3 separate regions of the Mus musculus genome follow, and all the other regions are linked to region 1. Evidence: chromatin contacts called from public Hi-C and HiChIP or PLAC-seq data. All regions are on one chromosome and are shown on one strand. Each heading gives the region's core, a stretch centred on a gene start, on an enhancer-like site or on the middle of the called end of the contact. The rest is flanking DNA. Distances are from core to core; before and after follow the strand shown. Region 1 has its middle 15 kb from the start of Gm31614. Region 2 overlaps Cadm1 (cell adhesion molecule 1). Region 3 has its middle 55 kb from the start of Gm31816.

What was found. Hi-C and Micro-C count contacts between places; a contact is called where the count stands out from the background. HiChIP or PLAC-seq counts read pairs in DNA pulled down with a chosen protein or histone mark.
Region 2: a contact with region 1 is called in a Hi-C map of cerebral cortex, with 5 times the contacts expected there. The contact joins two enhancer-like sites. A contact is called at or near these places in 15 of 484 Hi-C or Micro-C datasets (cardiomyocytes, cerebellar granule neurons, cerebellum and 9 more) and 3 of 115 datasets of contacts at active chromatin or transcription factors (astrocytes, embryonic basal ganglia and embryonic stem cells).
Region 3: an H3K4me3 HiChIP or PLAC-seq map of forebrain shows a contact between it and region 1, with 4 times the contacts expected there. The contact joins two enhancer-like sites. A contact is called at or near these places in 2 of 115 datasets of contacts at active chromatin or transcription factors (embryonic basal ganglia and forebrain).

Annotation. Positions count from the first base shown.
Region 1 is chr9:46,813,873-46,816,504 of GRCm38.p6, reverse strand. No RefSeq gene overlaps it. Among named protein-coding and RNA genes, the nearest start is that of Gm31614, 15 kb to the left of the region's middle. Within about 2 kb of position 1,329, at least 39 of the 459 cell types and tissues checked have an H3K27ac peak or open chromatin away from gene starts, as enhancers often do. A contact at or near this core is called in cerebral cortex, embryonic basal ganglia and forebrain, where this site is marked.
Region 2 is chr9:47,706,695-47,709,326 of GRCm38.p6, reverse strand. The region is part of intron 1 of Cadm1 (cell adhesion molecule 1); the gene reads right to left. Among named protein-coding and RNA genes, the nearest start is that of Gm10677, 110 kb to the left of the region's middle. Within about 2 kb of position 1,321, at least 40 of the 459 cell types and tissues checked have an H3K27ac peak or open chromatin away from gene starts, as enhancers often do. A contact at or near this core is called in cerebral cortex and forebrain, where this site is marked.
Region 3 is chr9:47,421,577-47,424,208 of GRCm38.p6, reverse strand. No RefSeq gene overlaps it. Among named protein-coding and RNA genes, the nearest start is that of Gm31816, 55 kb to the right of the region's middle. Within about 2 kb of position 1,283, at least 68 of the 459 cell types and tissues checked have an H3K27ac peak or open chromatin away from gene starts, as enhancers often do. A contact at or near this core is called in embryonic basal ganglia and forebrain, where this site is marked.

The DNA.
Region 1 (2,632 bases), core at 80-2,579:
GGAAACTGAGGCACAGGGCATAACTTCTTCAAAGGAACCAAGGAATGAATGGCAGGAAGATCAAGATTGGAACCCAGGTCATTTGGCTCCTAGAGAATCTGGGTTTTAGTATCAAGTTCCAAAAAGCAGAACTGCTGAGCACTGTGTTGGGCATGCATCCAACAAGCTACGGAAGCTCTGCAAAGCGAGGTGTGAGCTCTTCTGGCTCAGACTCTTGGCTTCTTTCTGTATGTGGATGTGGGTGGGTGGGTAATGTGTGTGGGTGCATGCTTGTGTGTGTGTGTGTGTGTGTGTGTGTGTGTGTGCGCGTGTGTGTGTGTGCTCAGAAGAGCACACACGTTTGTGTCCATGCAGATGAAGGACAGAGGACAGCTCAGAGTCGTATTCTTTCTCGGGCACCATTCACCTTGTTTTTAGGCACAAGGTCTTTCACTTGTCCTGGGATTCACCAATCCGGCTGGGCTGCCAGATTAGCAAGCTTCAGAGATCTGCTCTCTCTGCTTATCCAGCTATGAGGAGGCAAGCGCCTATCACCATCCCAGGCTTTTTATATGGGTCCCGGGGATGAAACCCTGGGCATTTCCTGGCTTAGCCATCTTCTCAGCCATGATTGTTAGCTTCCTTAAACAACACCCTTTATGCCACTCATCTGTTCAACCAATGTCCCTCTGGGAGGGAGCTGACCCAGACTCTGCCCATACCACTTCAGATCCCGCCAGTTATATCTGGGTCCGTACGCCAGGAGATGAGGTGCACAGAGCACACCTAAGTTCAGAGCTATCCCAGTTGTCTCTGAGCTTTGTCCCCTCTGATGAACACGACCCTACAGACATTTTGTGTCCACTGGTACGCCATGCCTTCCACAATGAAGGTGTCCCAACGGGGCTTTGTTTAAACTAAATGTTTGCAAATTGAGTCCCATTTAGAATGTACTGGAATGGCCACCTGATAACACAGTAGCACTCACTAGCACTGGGTGGTTCTCTTGTACTGGAAACTTTCTTGCGATAACCATTTAATTCTTAATACGCCTGTGTAAGGCAGAGATGACGAAGAAACTAAAACCTTGAGAAGTCACCACACTCGCTCAAGGGTCAGCAGCTAATAAGAGGCATCTGACTCTTAAAGGATCACTTAAGCCAGTTTTTAAGCAGACTCTGGAAGAATCAAGTTTTCCAAGCTTTGTCATGTTTTCTGAAAAGAAGACGGACCACACTTTCTTGGAGCAATCTTCAGACTTTATGCGAGGCTGAGAAGAAATCTAAGTGTTTGAGAGGCTCTGGCAACTTCTAGGAAGGAGACAGTAGATGGGGCTTACCAAGGTCTTCCAGCAGGGGGCTCTCTAGAGCTGCCCTGCCAGAACTAGGGACCAAATGAGCGCTTCTGCAGTGTCAGTGCCTTCATGGTCCAGCCACGAAGTCTGGCTGGTAAAGACAGCTGTGTGAAACCCCAGGATAGGGTCTCTAGGAGCATGGGCAGTCGCTAAAAGGGAGCTGCATAAGGGCGGCTCACTCTCTGTGATACGCCGCTTCCGTAGTCATAAACACTGCAGCTGAAGATTCCCATGGGGCCTTCCTAATGGAGGAGATGGATACACTCCAGCGCAACCCGCGGGGTTTCACGCGCAGCTCTGACTAAACTCCCTATAAAATCAATCCCGCCTTTTCTCCAGCTGTGACAGGGTGTTCTAATATTAATCCACTCTCCTTGTAGCCCCCCCGTACCCCCACCCCAGCAAAGGCTTTAATGATCTTTAGCCAGGCATAAATAAGGCCACATATTCAAGCAGAGAACGCCTGCGCGGAGGAGACTGCTTCCTTTATTCAGCACCACAGCGGCCCCTGTGCCCCCTTGAGCAGCTTTCTTCTCTCCCACGGGTGGGGGCTGCAGAAGAGGCAAGCCCCCGAGGCGGGATGGATGGATGGGAGGGCCAGGGCTTCCCAAATTGTTCCATTGGGACCTCAGTTGTTTGCTCTCACTCCTAAGGGTCCCCTGGATGCTGCCTGGCGCTAGCCCCTCAGCTTCTAGCTCTGCTTCCTGTGTCTTGGGCATCTCCTTGGAAGCTCTGTTAGCTTCCTTCTCTCCTAAGAGGAGCTGGGTCTGGAGAGAGGCTCCTAGCAGCCAAGGGAAGAAGGGAAAGTGCTCAGAGATAAGCAGACAGGTAAGGGAAGAGTCGGAGGTGCAGATGCTGAGGTGAGCAAATAGCTGAGTTGTTGAGAGGGGCTAATCGGCAAAGCCTTCCGCCTCCTATCTCGGGACCCTCCTCTGAGTCCTCACGGCCCAGTGGTGTTTATGTGAACCAAGCAGAAGCCCCCGTACTGTCTTTGGGGAAGCTCTGGGGGCTTATTTTCTAGCAGGGAGCTGTTTTAAGAGTTGCAGGATCAGCTGCCCTCTGCATAAGCTAGCTAGCTGCCTGGCTGCATCTAAACCCTTCCAGCAAACTCCTTCCAGCGACAGCAAGCCCAGAGCCTAGTCAGAGTTTACCTTCCGACTTCAGAAAACAATCCAAACGGTCCCAGGGCCATTATGCAGGCATACAGCTAGCTCTGCAGAGGGGCAGATCCTTAGCACCTCGGAGTGAAGGGGGTCTGATGGCTCCAGGTTCCCCTATAGTCTTAATGGTCTTAGACTC
Region 2 (2,632 bases), core at 72-2,571, 890 kb before region 1:
GGTGTGGTGCAAGATGACACAAAAAACCCAGCAGGGTGCAGGCAGAGAGTTCAAGAACAGGTCTGGGTTAGGGGTGCTGGTGGGGAAGGGAGAGCTGAGCTCATTCACTCGCAGGCAGAAACCTACCTTCTTAACTCCTTTCAAGCCAAATCCCTCCAGCGTGGAACAATGGAGAGCTTAATTCAGTGATACAGTTATGAAAGGCTGATGAATGAAAATAATTGATCCTCATTATCTCTTCAGCACCTTTAATGCACCAGCAACAGCGATCACCTGTCTTTCCCCCTGAAGTCTCTGAACTGGATCATGCATCTTGAACTTCCTTGACTGTAGTTCCCCCCACCCCTTTGTTAAACTCAACATTTCTTTCCAAAGAAAACAAATAGAAACAAACAAGAAAATAATGGATTGGCTGCCACTCTGTCCACAAAAAAAAAAAAAAAAAAAAAAAACAAAGGAAACTCAAAAGTGAAGTCTGCAGCCCTTGTAGGCTGTCCCCTCCAACGCCCATCTGTAACTGCTCTCTCTTGCTGGAGTGTCCAAGGAAAAGGCTCAGGGCAGCAGAAACAGAGACCTTACCAAGCAATTACCGGTGAGGAATCTTCTGCCAAAACAGTTAGTACAGACGTAACCTTTCTTCCCATAGAGCTTAGCATCATCCCGTGGCCAAAGAGAGGCTTGATAAATACTACATGCTGAACAAGTGATCAACTTGATAGGGGGGGAAAAAAACCCTAAATATGAGGAATGACCACGGGGAGAAGTCCAGTGCTTCCATGAGAAGCTGAGGTTACCGCGCTTCCTGCCTCCTGTAGGTGGCGCCAAACTCCTTGAAGAAAGGGACAGGCAGAGTGAAAGGCTGCTGCTGTGTCTACACAGACTGGAGAACCCTCTTCTGAGTTGGCAGTCTCTCTTCCAAGGCTGCTCTTCTTCACTGCGCTGGCAAGCCCTGGATCAAAGAAATGGCTCACCTGCACTGCGTTAATTACGAGCTGCCCTTTCCCTGAGTGCCCAGCCTCGCATTACGGGATGACCAGCTCCGCAGCAGAGCTCCACAGTGTTGGGCAAATGGAAGGTTAGTTACAGGGGCTATTAAAAGGATTGGCAAAGGTAAAAGCGCATTTTAAAGCCATTAGGATCCCTTGCATTAAGTCTTAGTAAAGAAATGCCACGAGGCTACTATTGAAAGCCACCAGCCAGAAACTGGGATCCACAGGTAATCAGCAGTAAGTTGGGCTACCGTGGCAGAGGGCTCTCATGCTTCTGAACGGTCCTGATCTGTTAGGCCTTGGTCAACACGCAAGAGTGCCAGTGAGGCCTCCAGGAACACCACCCAGATGTGCACTTCCTGGAGAGTAGCCAGAGCTGGGACTTTGGCCCTCACCATCATGAAGCAGTGGGAAGTTCCGTGGGGGGTGTAGTGGGGAGAACTGAAGAGGCTTGGTCAAGCAAGAATAAAAGAGGCTATGGGCAGGGTGTGTCTCTGAGGACTACACAGCCAAGCAGGAACTGGATATTTCAACCCAGGTTTTCACTTGCATTCTCTAGGTCCGATTTTTATAACAAATAAACATTTTCTGCCAAGATCCTAAAATTTTTTTTAACAACAGCCGCCAAAACCGACTTCTATTCTGCACAATTATATAAGACCGAGCAGAGCACTGCTCTCATTTTTGAAGCTTTGTTTTAAGCTCGCTCATTAATCTTTCAGTCTTTTCCCATCTCTGCTTGACTATAACTGCCCTGAATTTATCCAAGCCTGCAGTATGCCAGGCTCACTGGTGTCTAAATCACCGAGAGCTGAATACACATTCTACTCAGGGGACTCAACATTTCCATCAGAAAGAACCAATCACAGCTTAGGAGAGGTAAACCTCTTTTTAATTGTATTCTATAATACTAACAGGCATTCATTACACATGGACCTTAAAACAAGATTTGCTCTTGGCTGCTCATAATTGTATTTCTACAGCAGTTTAAACCGTTGGCACCTGCAATTGCTAGCAGGCCTAAGCTACGAATTTCTATTATCCCAGTTTCAAGGGTTACATTTAAAATAAAACTCGGAGGGGCCAAACATTACATACACACATATTTACACAAATTAAATACTATGCACAAGTCAATACCTTCTGCACACAAAACTACATTAAGCTCAATTAGCCCTAAGCAAAACCACAGGAAGCAGGTTTCCTGTGAACCCAGGGTGCTCTTCCCTGTACTACAGAATATAAAAGCAGCTACAATATGGAGTTTTGCAGGACTATCAATGAAGGCTTAAAAAAAAATCATTATCAATACTGATTTCCTAATTAGCTTATATAAAATTACCATAAAACAATCCAACTCAAGGAATTTATACACACATAACATCTAACTTCTGGGTATAAATTTAAAAAAAAGTTCTCTTTAAACATGCAGGGGTCAGCATGAGTTTTTCCAGAAAAAAATAATTCTAACTCTGAGCTACAAAGAGTCACCAAACTAAAGTGCAATGTCCTTCTTGTTATGGTTTTCTTCTTGATTATGACCAAAATTAAATTATACAAATATTTCACTAAATATCTTCTCAAACCTTATAAATATTAATATGAACTCAATCTCCTATGTGCCCGGCATTTAAAAATCCATT
Region 3 (2,632 bases), core at 34-2,533, 610 kb before region 1:
TGCTTGCTTGCATGCCATATGAATTATGTCACTTACCCTCACATATGCCCATATACACTTCAGAAAATCTGATCTCTGCTTTGTGCTGCATGTGTGGGGTGAGAGGTTCTTACAGATTATAGTGTGGCCTCTGGCTTCAAAGAGCATTAGGGACTGTCCCCTAAAGGTCCAACGGACAGAATGCACGCGCTGTGCAAGGGTCAGCAGAAGCTAGAGCAGGACCCAAGTGCCCGGGAAATGTCTGTAACCAGCCTCATTCCATAAAAAACAAAGACAAAAATCACAGGTGATACACGGGTCAACAGGCTCTCTCTATGCTCAGGACAAGCATAGAGAAGAAGAGACTCTTCAAAGCCTCAGGTGCTGGTCCTCCATTGGATAAGCAGCCTTGCTGTGTGTGAGCTTTGCAGAGAGGAAGGTAGACTCAGAAGCCATCCAATCACAGGCCTGTGGCCTCCTTCCCCACCTTCCACTCTACCAATTCTCCTCCTCTTGATTGTCAATTAAAATAAACAGCCTTGCATTCCACAGCCTGGTTTCAATCTATCTTGGCTGGGAGGATGCGGGCAGATTTGTGGCAGTGCCCGAAAGTCCTTGCTCAACCTTTTTAATATCTGAACAAAGCAATCAAACCCGATAAGATCTAGCAAAGGCAAGAACACTCTTCTATCCCCAGAATGGAAGCTGATTAGTCCATGGCCCACATCATCAGAGTTATTGTGCCATGTGAAATTTATTGGTGCTATCTCACCTCATTAAATACTTAAATAGACCTGACAGGACAGAAAAACGGGCTTTTTAGTTCCCCCGCACCCCATCCTCCAGGCAAAGGGGCTGGCATTTCCCATGTTCCAGTTCACCTCTGCTACAGCTGTTGGCAGGGAAATAGGAAAGCAGAGTGCTGCATGAGATGGAAGATTCTGGATGGCTGTGTGGACTCCAGAGATCCTCCAGCTCTGTCTTCAAGATCCCCACCTATGCACATCCCCGTGGGAACAGATAAAGAGCAAGACAGGGGACCATGGTGCTTCGTCTCTTTGCTGAGTTACCCAAGTCCGTCAGCCTAGTCAGAGGCTTGTCAGGCAGTGTGTGCATGTGGGGTGTGTGTGTGTGTGTGTGTGTGTGTGTGTGTGTGTGTGAATGTGTGTGTGTTGAGTGGGGGTAGGGTCAAGGGTGAATGAGCTGCAAAACAAAGAACTCTCAGACCCTCCTCCAGCCCCGGGCTTGTGTTCTTTATTTAGCAAATAGCCCTGGCATTGGCCATAGCTGGACCCAGGCCAAGGCCAGGATTTCCCTAGATTCTGAGCTAGAGAATTTGGCAGTCTGGCAACACTCTACAGAGAGCCACTAGCCTGAAGGTTTCAAACAAATTACAAATGATGAGCAGTGAGTGTCAACAAATGTGGATGTGTGTGTCATGTGGGCCTTGCCTCTCCCCCGCCCGCCCCCATGATGGGAAGTGTGTATGTGTGTGTGTGTGTGTGTGTTGCATTAATCCAGCACAGAAAATCAGGGACTGGAGAAACTTTGCAATCTACAAAATGTTCCAGAGAGGGTCGAGTGAAGAAATGAATGACTCTTCCTCATTTATCAAGCCAATTTTATCCTCAGCCAAGGAGATTTGGGACACAGTCTCTCTACATCCCCTTCCTCTCCTCAGATCTCCACCTGCTGTGAAGGTCTCTTTTCTCCAGCTGTTTCCCTCTTCCAGCCTAGGTCCTCGTTTGCACCTTGTTAATAACATGGGCAAGGGGCCAGGAAGCAGCTCCCGGGCGCCTTCCGTTCCTAATGTCCTAAATGGCCATGACACTGCGCTTAATTTCCGTTTTAGTGCAACTGCTGGCAGGACATCAGTGGGCTGAGACCTGGGTCCTGTGACAGGATCTTCAACAGCGACCATCAGCCTCCCTGTAATTAGATGCTGCTTGGAGTCTGCTGTCCTGTAGTGTGGGGAGCTCTGTGGACTTATGTAACTGTCCCTCTGTTCAGAGCACAAGGCTTTTTACAACCTCGGAGTCTCCCAGCGTTGAAACAGCTCTAATCCCCTGCCCACCCTGGGAGGGAAAGCAGGCCATGGCCAGATGGGTTATCTGTGTTATCGGTTTAGGATAGTGTGGGACATGTAAAACCCTGGGCTACTGCAGAAAACCATGATGGTTGATATTTACCAACTGGGGAGCTTTGCTTTTTATCTTTTCTGGAATGTTCCACGGTGGATTTTAGGAAATGAAATGGTCAGGAGACATTGACAGGGGTTTGGCTGCCTTCAATGCACATAAAAAGTGTTAAACAGGACACATGCTTGCAATCTCATCCACTCAGATAACTGAGTCAGGATGATCCCAAATTCACAGAAGGCATGACTGGGATACTGAGTGAGTTCAAGTCCAGCCTGGGCAATTCAGTAAGACCCAGTCTCAAAATAATGATGGTGGTGATGGTGATAATTATGATGATGATGACGACGACCATGATGACAAAGACGATGATGATGATGAAGACAACACGATGATGACTGGGTATATAGTTCCATGGTAGAACACTGACCTAGAATGTACAAGGTCCTGGGTTCAATCCTGTGCTACTGAATGGATAAATAATAATAATAATAAATAACATACAGTTTAAAAGT